Linked DNA regions of Zea mays: region 1 is linked to region 2. The links are chromatin contacts, called in public Hi-C maps. All regions are on one chromosome and are shown on one strand. The core of a region is the stretch at or near the end of the contact, and the rest is flanking DNA. Distances in the headings are between cores, read along the strand shown.

Evidence for each region. A called contact is a pair of places that touch in the nucleus more often than the background predicts.
Region 1: a Hi-C map of tassel shows a contact between it and region 2, with 2.0 times the contacts expected there. The contact joins the promoter of LOC100277047 here to the promoter of LOC103634084 in region 2. A contact is called at or near these places in 2 of 25 Hi-C or Micro-C datasets (ear and tassel).

Annotation. Positions count from the first base shown.
Region 1 is chr1:37,913,931-37,918,523 of Zm-B73-REFERENCE-NAM-5.0, reverse strand. It overlaps LOC100277047 (glycine-rich protein), which reads right to left and starts at 2,733. Exons shown (of 4, transcript NM_001150715.2): 1 at 2,471-2,733. The coding sequence starts at 2,489.
Region 2 is chr1:37,656,497-37,661,063 of Zm-B73-REFERENCE-NAM-5.0, reverse strand. LOC103634084 (ethylene-responsive transcription factor ERF012) reads left to right here and starts at 2,613. Exons shown (of 1, transcript XM_008655705.4): 1 at 2,613-3,990. The coding sequence starts at 2,821. The coding sequence ends at 3,528.

The DNA.
Region 1 (4,593 bases), core at 1,484-3,983, 260 kb before region 2:
TATAAGTAAGAATTAAGAAAAAGGCAATCCACTGTGTGTGTTTGCGTTGATGAAGGGAGAGGGAGGAGGAGGGCCTAAAATGGAATCCTAAGAATTTCAAGAATGACTTGGTCACTATACAGACCGAGTACAAGCATTTCAATTTTGGCGCATATCTAATGTGGTTTATCCAAATAACTGCATGTTTTCATAAAAAATAAAATAAAAGATCCTTCAAAACTGAATGCAACATTGTTCTCCCCCCCCCCCCCCCCACCAAAAAAAAACTGTACGTTAAGAACTGAAAGGGTATAAAAGATCCCCAATAAAGAAGGAACCACACAAACGAATACAAACTCAGCCCGGGAAACCTTCGTTTTACAAGAAAAGCAACCATAAACTGCCTCAAACAGATATTATGATCCTGCGATGTTTTGCCACAATGATTTACTTTTGTCAACATGTGATATGTTACTTGCTGAATTTAGAGAAGGGAAATCAAACACTTAAGAACACCTCAAACTTTCAACTTCTATTATATCAGGAATAATCTCCAGGAAACTTAATACTACTTTCTACATTAATTTACTTTAGTTTTCAGCAGAAAACTGTAAAAAAATGACGTTTTGAATGAGTTGATATAAACTCATCTTCAGCTACAGAAGCACATTCAAAGATCGCCTTTCCATATTGATCTTAAGTGATACAGGATTACAGGTGCTCACCCGCAGGTGTCTCATATATTAGGAGAGTGATCAGATCAGTGCAAAACAAAACCCCCAAACAAGGAAATCTCACTGGTTTTTTTTATTATGCAGGGAATTGGATTCCACTGAGATTTCAGAACCAAAAAAAATCCCCAAACAATACTTCCAATTAGTACTTCTATAGTTCATATACAATTTTTAGAAGGAAGAAAAATTAAACCAGTGCCACCCAGCACCCACTGTCCCCACCAAAGGCAGCTTTACCACCACTACCAGCATGCATGCAACATTCCTGCTTTAGGTATACACGATTACTTTTACACTTGCACTAAAAAATGTACAGCTGATATCTTTTGTTGTGTTCTGTTTTCTACAAGCCTCCTTGATGAGGCCCAAGTAACTAACTCAAAGCAAAATCTTACCGAATTTGCAAGTCACTTATATTCATTATCTAACATAATAGCAAGTACAAGGAAATAACTCAAGCTTTTTCTTGGAAAAAAAAAACTCAGTATGACTGATAGCCAAAAATACCAAATTACAGTAGCACTTTTGCTCAAAATATCAAGTATGTACGAAAATTCCAATGATCCTATTAGCAAATTTCCTCTGTTCTAAAACCAAGGGCCCTGTCTCCAGTGAGTTCAGATGTAAAACTAGGGCTGCTAAATCAAGAATGGCTGACGACCCAGCACAAGCATCGAATCACAGTTCTGTTCAGATGCCTAGTGCTCCAGTTATTAATCATGTTTTTTTTTGCTTATCAGTGTCTCCTTTGCAGTAATTATTCATAATGCCTCACATAAACATATGGTTGCATAACCAATGCATGTAATTCAGTCAATTCAAGAGTTGCACGCACTGCTGCAGCCCGTAATTCCTACCACTGGGCTGATTTGGTGACCAGAGATCACGGGGGGTTAGAGGGGATTGAGGGGGAAATTAGTTCATCCCCCCCCCCCCCCCCCCGTAATTATTCATAATGCCTCACATAAACATATGGTTGCATAACCAATGCATGTAATTCAGTCAATTCAAGAGTTGCACGCACTGCTGCAGCCCGTAATTCCTACCACTGGGCTGATTTGGTGACCAGAGATCACGGGGGGTTAGAGGGGATTGAGGGGGAAATTAGTTCATCCCCCCCCCCCCCAATTCCCTCCAATCCCCCTGTGATCCTATTGTTACCAAATCAACCCTAAGGGCTAGTTTGGGAGCCACAAAACCGGATGGGATTGAAGGGGCTAAAGCCCCTTCTTATTCAATTTGGGAACTTAAATCCCCTCCAGAATTCCCGGTGTTTGAGTGGGAAAATGACCTAAATTCCCCTTCATCCAAACACCTACTAGAATTCCGGCTGAAACTACATTTGTTTTGCAGAGAAAACGGCAGTAAGAATGATCTGCTTGCTAAGTAGAAAAAAACATGGGCTAACATCCATCCTAAAGCTTATTGCTAGGAGTTCCCGTATGCTTCTAGAAATACAAGATTATAGAGACAGCATCAGTCGATAATCTAGCACCCAAATCAATAGGACTAGGTGTTCAACACAGAAGACAATCTCGATAGCATCATGCGAATAATCAGTTAGATCAATTGACAGATCGGGCCACCAGACGAACCCACTAATAGGACTAGGTGCTCAACCCAGATGACAATGGGGATAGCCATGCGAATAATCAGTTAGATCAATTGACAGATCGGACCGCCAGCGAACCCACCAGCAGAAACCATGAACAAGCAATTCCTAACCTATGGGGCTATTCCTTCGGAAATCAGATTACCTCTCTCGACGTAAGCCATGGTCGGCCTGGATCACCCTTGCCGCCCTTCGGGATGTAAACTACGGATTAGGCGTCTAAGACTTGTTCGGCGGAGAATAAGAAGGTGAGGCCGAAGGAAGGAGGGGATTCGCGAAGCTTCGTCGTTGCGCGTAGAAAGGCCGTCAGATCGATGCAGTCGGGACTCGGTTGACGAGCACAAGGTCAAGGTCAACCAGCATCGAGCCCTCAAACTTGGTGCTGTATAGTGGATTAGTGGTGCAGCTGGTTATTCTTTCAGATTAAAACCAGCTATTTATAATGATACTACTATAATTTATAAAGACAAAAATATTATAAATATAGTAGTAGCCGGTACTAACTAAAATCAAACAAACAGGTCGTGAATATCTGTTAATTGAGAAAGCAAGACTAGGTCTTCGATTTGTAACGGAGGAAAACAAAATAATTTTAGAGAATTTAATTTATATAAGACCCTGTTTGTTCGTTGGAATTGATTCGGATAATTATAATTTAGATATAAAGTAATTAAGTTAATATATTATGATAATATATATATATATATTATTTTAAATTATATGAAAGAGATAGTTATATACTATACTTATGCTATAGAGAAACAAGTAAAAGAGTGTGTTATAATTTGTATATTTGAAAAATATCATACAAATCTATAGAATCCATTTCCATCTTTCACCCTATAAATTTGATATAATCTTATATATAAACTTTGGAAAGTTATGAAATGTTACGTTCTAAAAAATAGCCTACTCCATTAGTTAGATTTCAATTTCTCAAATGAAGGAAAACAAACGGGGCCTAAAAAGTTTTTCAATAAGGGTCCGTTTGTTTCACTTCATTTTGAGGAATTGGAATTTAACTAATACAGTAGCCTTTTTATATAATGTGACATTCCACAATTTTCCAAAGTGTATATATAAGTCTCTCAAATTCATGGGGTGTGAGATGAAAATTAATTCTATAGATTTACATGCTACTTTTCTAATGTAAAATTTATAGCACACTCTTTTACTTGTTTCTCTATAACATAAATGTAGTGTATAACTATATATCTGATATGATTTAGGATAATATACAAATACATTACATAAATAAATATATTAACTCAGTTAGTTTTGTCAAAATTATAATTATTAGAATAGAATTCAATTCCAACGAAACAAACGGGGCCTAAGAGTCTTCACAACAAAGGATTAAAATTTCTATGGAATGACATCCTTGGTAACAATTTTCAAGAAAAATAAACATGAGATCTAACTTTATGTTTTCTATCCTTTATGTTTACATTTCTATATTTTCTTATGTATAATTTAAACACATGTTTTACGACTTTCGGGTGTTATAAAATGTTTTGCGACTTTCATGTGTTATAAATTCTTACTTTCATGTGTTATAAATTCTTAAAGCATTCTAATGGTATGGACATTCTAATCCTGTGTGCTGGAGGCTATGGTCGAGCGAGGAACCTGGCATGCGCGCGCCTCACGGATGTTCGTTCCCAGATTTTGTCGTGCGCGTGCGTCGCGGATGTTCGTTTCTCGCTCAGTTTCTTGTGGCGCAGATATGCTAAGTGCTGTTGTATTTAAGGAATTGACTATAATCTACAGCAACCGAATCTCTAGTGACTAGTTTAGGAGCCATAAAACTAGAGGAGATTGAAGGGGCTAAAATCTCTTTCTTATTCAAAATTAAATAAGAAAAAGATTTTAGCTCCTCCAATCCACTCCGGTATTTAAACTCCCAAACTAGCCCCCAAGTCTGAAAGCTCTAGCTCCCTAAGAGCATCTCCAACAATGCCTTAAACTAGTGCCTCAAATTGAAATATAGGGCTCTACACAGGAAAAACCACTCCAACAGTGCCTCAATTCAACAAATTTTGTCAAAAAACTATAGGACACCCTCTCAAGTGCCTCAAATATACTACACCGTAGTGGGCTGCCCTATAATCTAGATTTGGGGCTTTACTGTTGGAGCGGGGTGTTTTGTTGGTGCCCTAAATTCTATAAAATTTACTTATTTTTAAATTATAAGGCATTTTTATAGGTCACGTTGTTGGAGATGCTCTAAGTCTGAAATGTTTTGGTTTGACATCTGTTGATAATTCC
Region 2 (4,567 bases), core at 1,364-3,863:
CGGTCATCTTGCATCTGGTTTTTGGCATTGCTGTCAACACTAAGGGTGCGTTTGGTTGAGGAGCCAACTGGGATAGAGCGGCTCCATTCTAGTTTCTAGGAATTGAGCTATTTCATTCTGTGTTTGGCAAGCAGAACGGAACCGCTCCATTTTTTGTTTGGTTGAAGAGTAGAATAGAGTGGAGCCGCTCCGTTCATTGTTTGGTTGGAGAGTCATATGAGTGTGGAGTGGAAGAGAGGGAGGAGAGCACTCGCGTCCGCGAGAGCGCTCGCATCCGATCGTTTTCGTGGAACGGGAGCATCCCAAATATTTGCCATATATAGACTTCCGCAGCCACTCCGCTCTCCTCCTTTAGAAACCAAACATAAAAAAAATAAGAATGGAACCGTTTCATTCCTCTCCGCTCCTCAACCAAACACACCATAAGTCATGGAAATGATCATCATCAAACACACTAATGTTTTGTTTATAGAGGCTATTTTTTAGTCTCTCTATTTTATTTCATTTTATTCTCTAAATTATTAAATATAGAAGCATATTGATAATTTAGAGATTAAAATAGAAAAATAGAAAGACTAAATATTAGTCTCTAAAACCAAACACTACAATATCGCTCACGAGAAGTTCGCCATCATATCCTCGTCGTTTCTGGATCGGGAATGCTAGCAAATTATCGCCTGGTCACTTGCCGTGGGGAGCAAAACTTTCCCTAAACCGCTTGCTCTGTCTTTACATTTACACGTATACATATGGGCAATCGATCATTGCGGTGTCAGCCTTCAACCATGGACCCACACATTGTTCTAATGGTGGGGCCTCGCTCGATTAGACCCGCCGGGTCTGAGCTTGCTTGCATGTAACGATAGGTTGACGATGACGAGTTCATCTGGGATTTACTACTCTGCTGCTTGAGACCTTGAGTGTTTATACGTGCGGTGTTTTATACTGTTGATTATACTATTTACATAGTTAAGTTTAAAATAGAAAATGAGATAGAGTGTGTGATTGAGAGACTGATGGAGGTAGTGTCATTTATTCCGCTGCAGATCTGACACTTCCCTTGTGTATAAAGAAATATATAGATGCCGAGAATGAGAAAGCTTATTGTTCTGGCCTCCTCTGCAGTGTATTCTGCTTTCTGGCAGCTAATCGATCTAGTTTTATGATTTCTAAATAAATATGGCTTTATTATTATTGGGTTTCCGACAGCATCACGGAAGTTGCAGTGCGTGCATGTGATGATCTCCGTTTCTTTTTTCTTTCTCACGCAGAATAATAGTATTCCTGAAACTCCAGTGGCCGGGCTTTGCTGCATTCCTCCGTCCTCCCATATGCCATGTCTACAGCTACTATCTAGGCTGGGCACGTAGGAGTACCTTCTCAAGTAAGAGCAGCTAAAAAGCAAAGTCGGCACAGCTAAAAAGCAAGGGTTATATGTTCTTACCATACGTTGCATGCGCTCACAGTTATCTTAGGGTCCGGGTTTTTCTAATTACTAGCAGCTCTTGCTTTCGACGGTTAGTTGTTATATATCATATAAATATGTATTTAGATATTTATTCAAATATAATTATTGTTTTATTTTGAACACTAAAACATGTTTGGTCTGCTGGTTAGTCTCAAATTTTTGAAGAAGGAGGGTGTGTGTTCAAATGCTCATTCCTAAGAACGTATATGTACGCAAATCCTGCTATGTGACGATCTCCAAAGATTGGATCGGCAAAATTTTTATGAGGTTAGTTTAAATATTAAGGAGTAGTGAGCTTAGGTTATTTTTATAATGACAAAGGTAGATACTTTATATGTAAATTTAAGGGGTTACTTTGAAGTATTTTCATAATGATGAAGGCAGGTAATTCTTTTTTATTTTATTTTATTGAAAAGTTCACATGGTTATTGTGGATCGTGAATAGAATCTGTTGAAGCGATGGATGGGTGTTTCTGATGTGTGTAAAAAGGTACCTACATAATTTATTTATTTTCTCTATCTATCGTGTCTAACGTGGATAATTGAAAAGTACTCTACTATTAGTAACAACAAGAATATATAATCACTGATCCCCGCAAAGTTTTTAACGCATAAATATCTAAAACCCCTATACAACTTATTACCACCACCCTCCCGGCCGGTTGGTTAATAAATAGGAAAAACATTTTCATTCTGACATAGCACGTTCTTTTTACTTTGGTTAAACTTTGAACAATGGTGTCTTCTGAAACATGTCATGTTAGTAACTTTTTAATTTTTATTAGCAAGACAATATCATGATTCTACTACATTTTATAAATATTAATGTAATGACGATCAGTGTTCAAAGTACTGTTTCGTATATCTATCTATGATATCTAAAATAGCGAACGTGTATTTGTTTTTACTACATATACTACCGTGTGTCCGTGTTCGACGAACTCGACCAAGAAGTAAAGCTAGTACAGCACAGATTTGTCCAAGCTCGTATCATGTGAACGATGAAACTAAATTAGAAAAGCGGAGCGCGTCGAGGAAGTACATGCATGCATGTACACTTTAAGGGTGGCATGCATGACACCTAAGCGCGCGCGTCTTCCAAATCGGTAGCCCCAACCCTTTCTCCACAGCTGAGCTAGTGCGTGTGGTGTGACACTGTGTAGGCGCGGCGTTTCATTCCAGTGGCGAGCTCGACGCCGCGCCAGCGCCACTATATATACGATGGAGTCCACTTGCTCACGCATCATCAGCGTCACTCTCCTCCCTTCCTCCCGTTCCCTCCCCGCCCAAGGCACGAACAGCAGGGGGGAGATCTAAGCGCCGCGGCGCACGCCGAACGGCAGTTCATATATATGATGGTGAAGAACCCAAGCAGCAATGGCGTTCTCACGGCGGCGGCCGCCTTTTCCGACAGCAAGGCCATGCGGGAGAGCGGCAAGGCGGCGGCGGCGAGGCCGTACAAGGGGGTGCGGATGCGGAGCTGGGGGTCGTGGGTGTCGGAGATCAGGGCGCCCAACCAGAAGCGCCGGATCTGGCTCGGCTCCTACGCCACTCCCGAGGCCGCGGCGCGCGCCTACGACGCCGCGCTGCTGTGCCTCAAGGGCTCCGACGCCGTCCTCAACTTCCCTTCCTCGTCCGCGTCCTCGACTCACCGGCGTGCTGATGACAGCAGCGGCGGCCGCCCGGACGACGACGACCCGGGTGCCAGCGGCGGCATGTCGCCGAGGTCCATCCAGCGCGCCGCGGCCGCGGCTGCCGCGGCGTTCGGCGACGCCGCCGGCATCGGCGCCAGCGCGACGACGACGCCGACGCCTGCCTCGCTGTCGACGCAGGGCAGCACCGATCACGCCCACCAGGAGCACGCGACGGCATCATCGTCTGCCGCGGACGACAGCACAGGCTCGCCGCCCGGCGGGGAGGAGCTGTGGACGGACCTGGAGGCATTCGCCTCGCCCAAGTCGATGGATCTGATAGACACCGGCGCCGCGCCGTTCCCGTCGTCGGCGTGGGAGGAGCCCGAGGACGACGGCGAGCTGATGAGGCTGTGGAGTTTCTGCTAGGCCTCGCGCTCTCTAAAGATCGATCGCAATGCAGTGAGCGTACATGCATTGCTCCATCTTTTTTCTTGTCGACGACATTGCAAGGAGAGTGCCTAGCTAGGTTCATGCATGCGCAGCTTCCACCAAAGATTCTTTTGTTTTTTTACATAAGATAAAACAAGATAAATATTAATTACCTGTACTCATCTGGACATGGATTGTTGAGCGAGCGAGAGCCGAGAGCATCGGATACTTCTGCTAGATTTGCCTCCATTTTGTTTAAAGATAGAATTATTAGTACAGTTTTCGCGATTGCTTAATCTAATCAGAAAGTGCTCGGAAGGACACGCGCTGTGTCTCTGTCTCCTGAGGCTTCGCGTCTAAGCATTTTGCGGTTCACACTAGCTAGCGCTGTGCTGTACTGCTGCTGGTGTGTATCATAGTTTTTGGTGTTGTAAAGGTGAACGCACACGATGCTTTTGATCCTGCTCGAATCTAGCGCACCCGTCGTGCGTTCTCGTTTCCTTCCGCATCTTGTTTAAGAAATCTTCGGTTAACAATGGTACGTACTATATGCATGTTTTAGGTTTTTTTTCTTATGAGTTTTTCTAAGAATCTATATTCCTTAAAAAAACTAGTCGTGGGCAAGGTTTAAAATAGCGGGCTATATAAAATAGTGGCATCATTTTTTTCAGGCTACAAAGCTATCGCGTGGCTATAGCGCAGCTATAGCAAATAGCGGATTTATAAAAAACATAAAAATATCCATGATTTATGCAAAAAAAATATTGAAGTCAAGATATTTGACTAAGACCAATATGTTTTCAAGGCTCTAGGAGACTAGAGACAGTACACAATACATGATTCATGAAATTCAAGTATTTGACACTTCAATAACATAGTTAACCACTAGCTAGGTAGCTGCACAACATGATAATTAATAGGTTTACTAAGTTCTAAATACTTGAGTAGTAAAGAATTTACCATCTTGCTAACGTGATAGCAACACAATACCATGATTTAGTACAACCAAAAAACTTACTAGTGTAATCTTTTGATC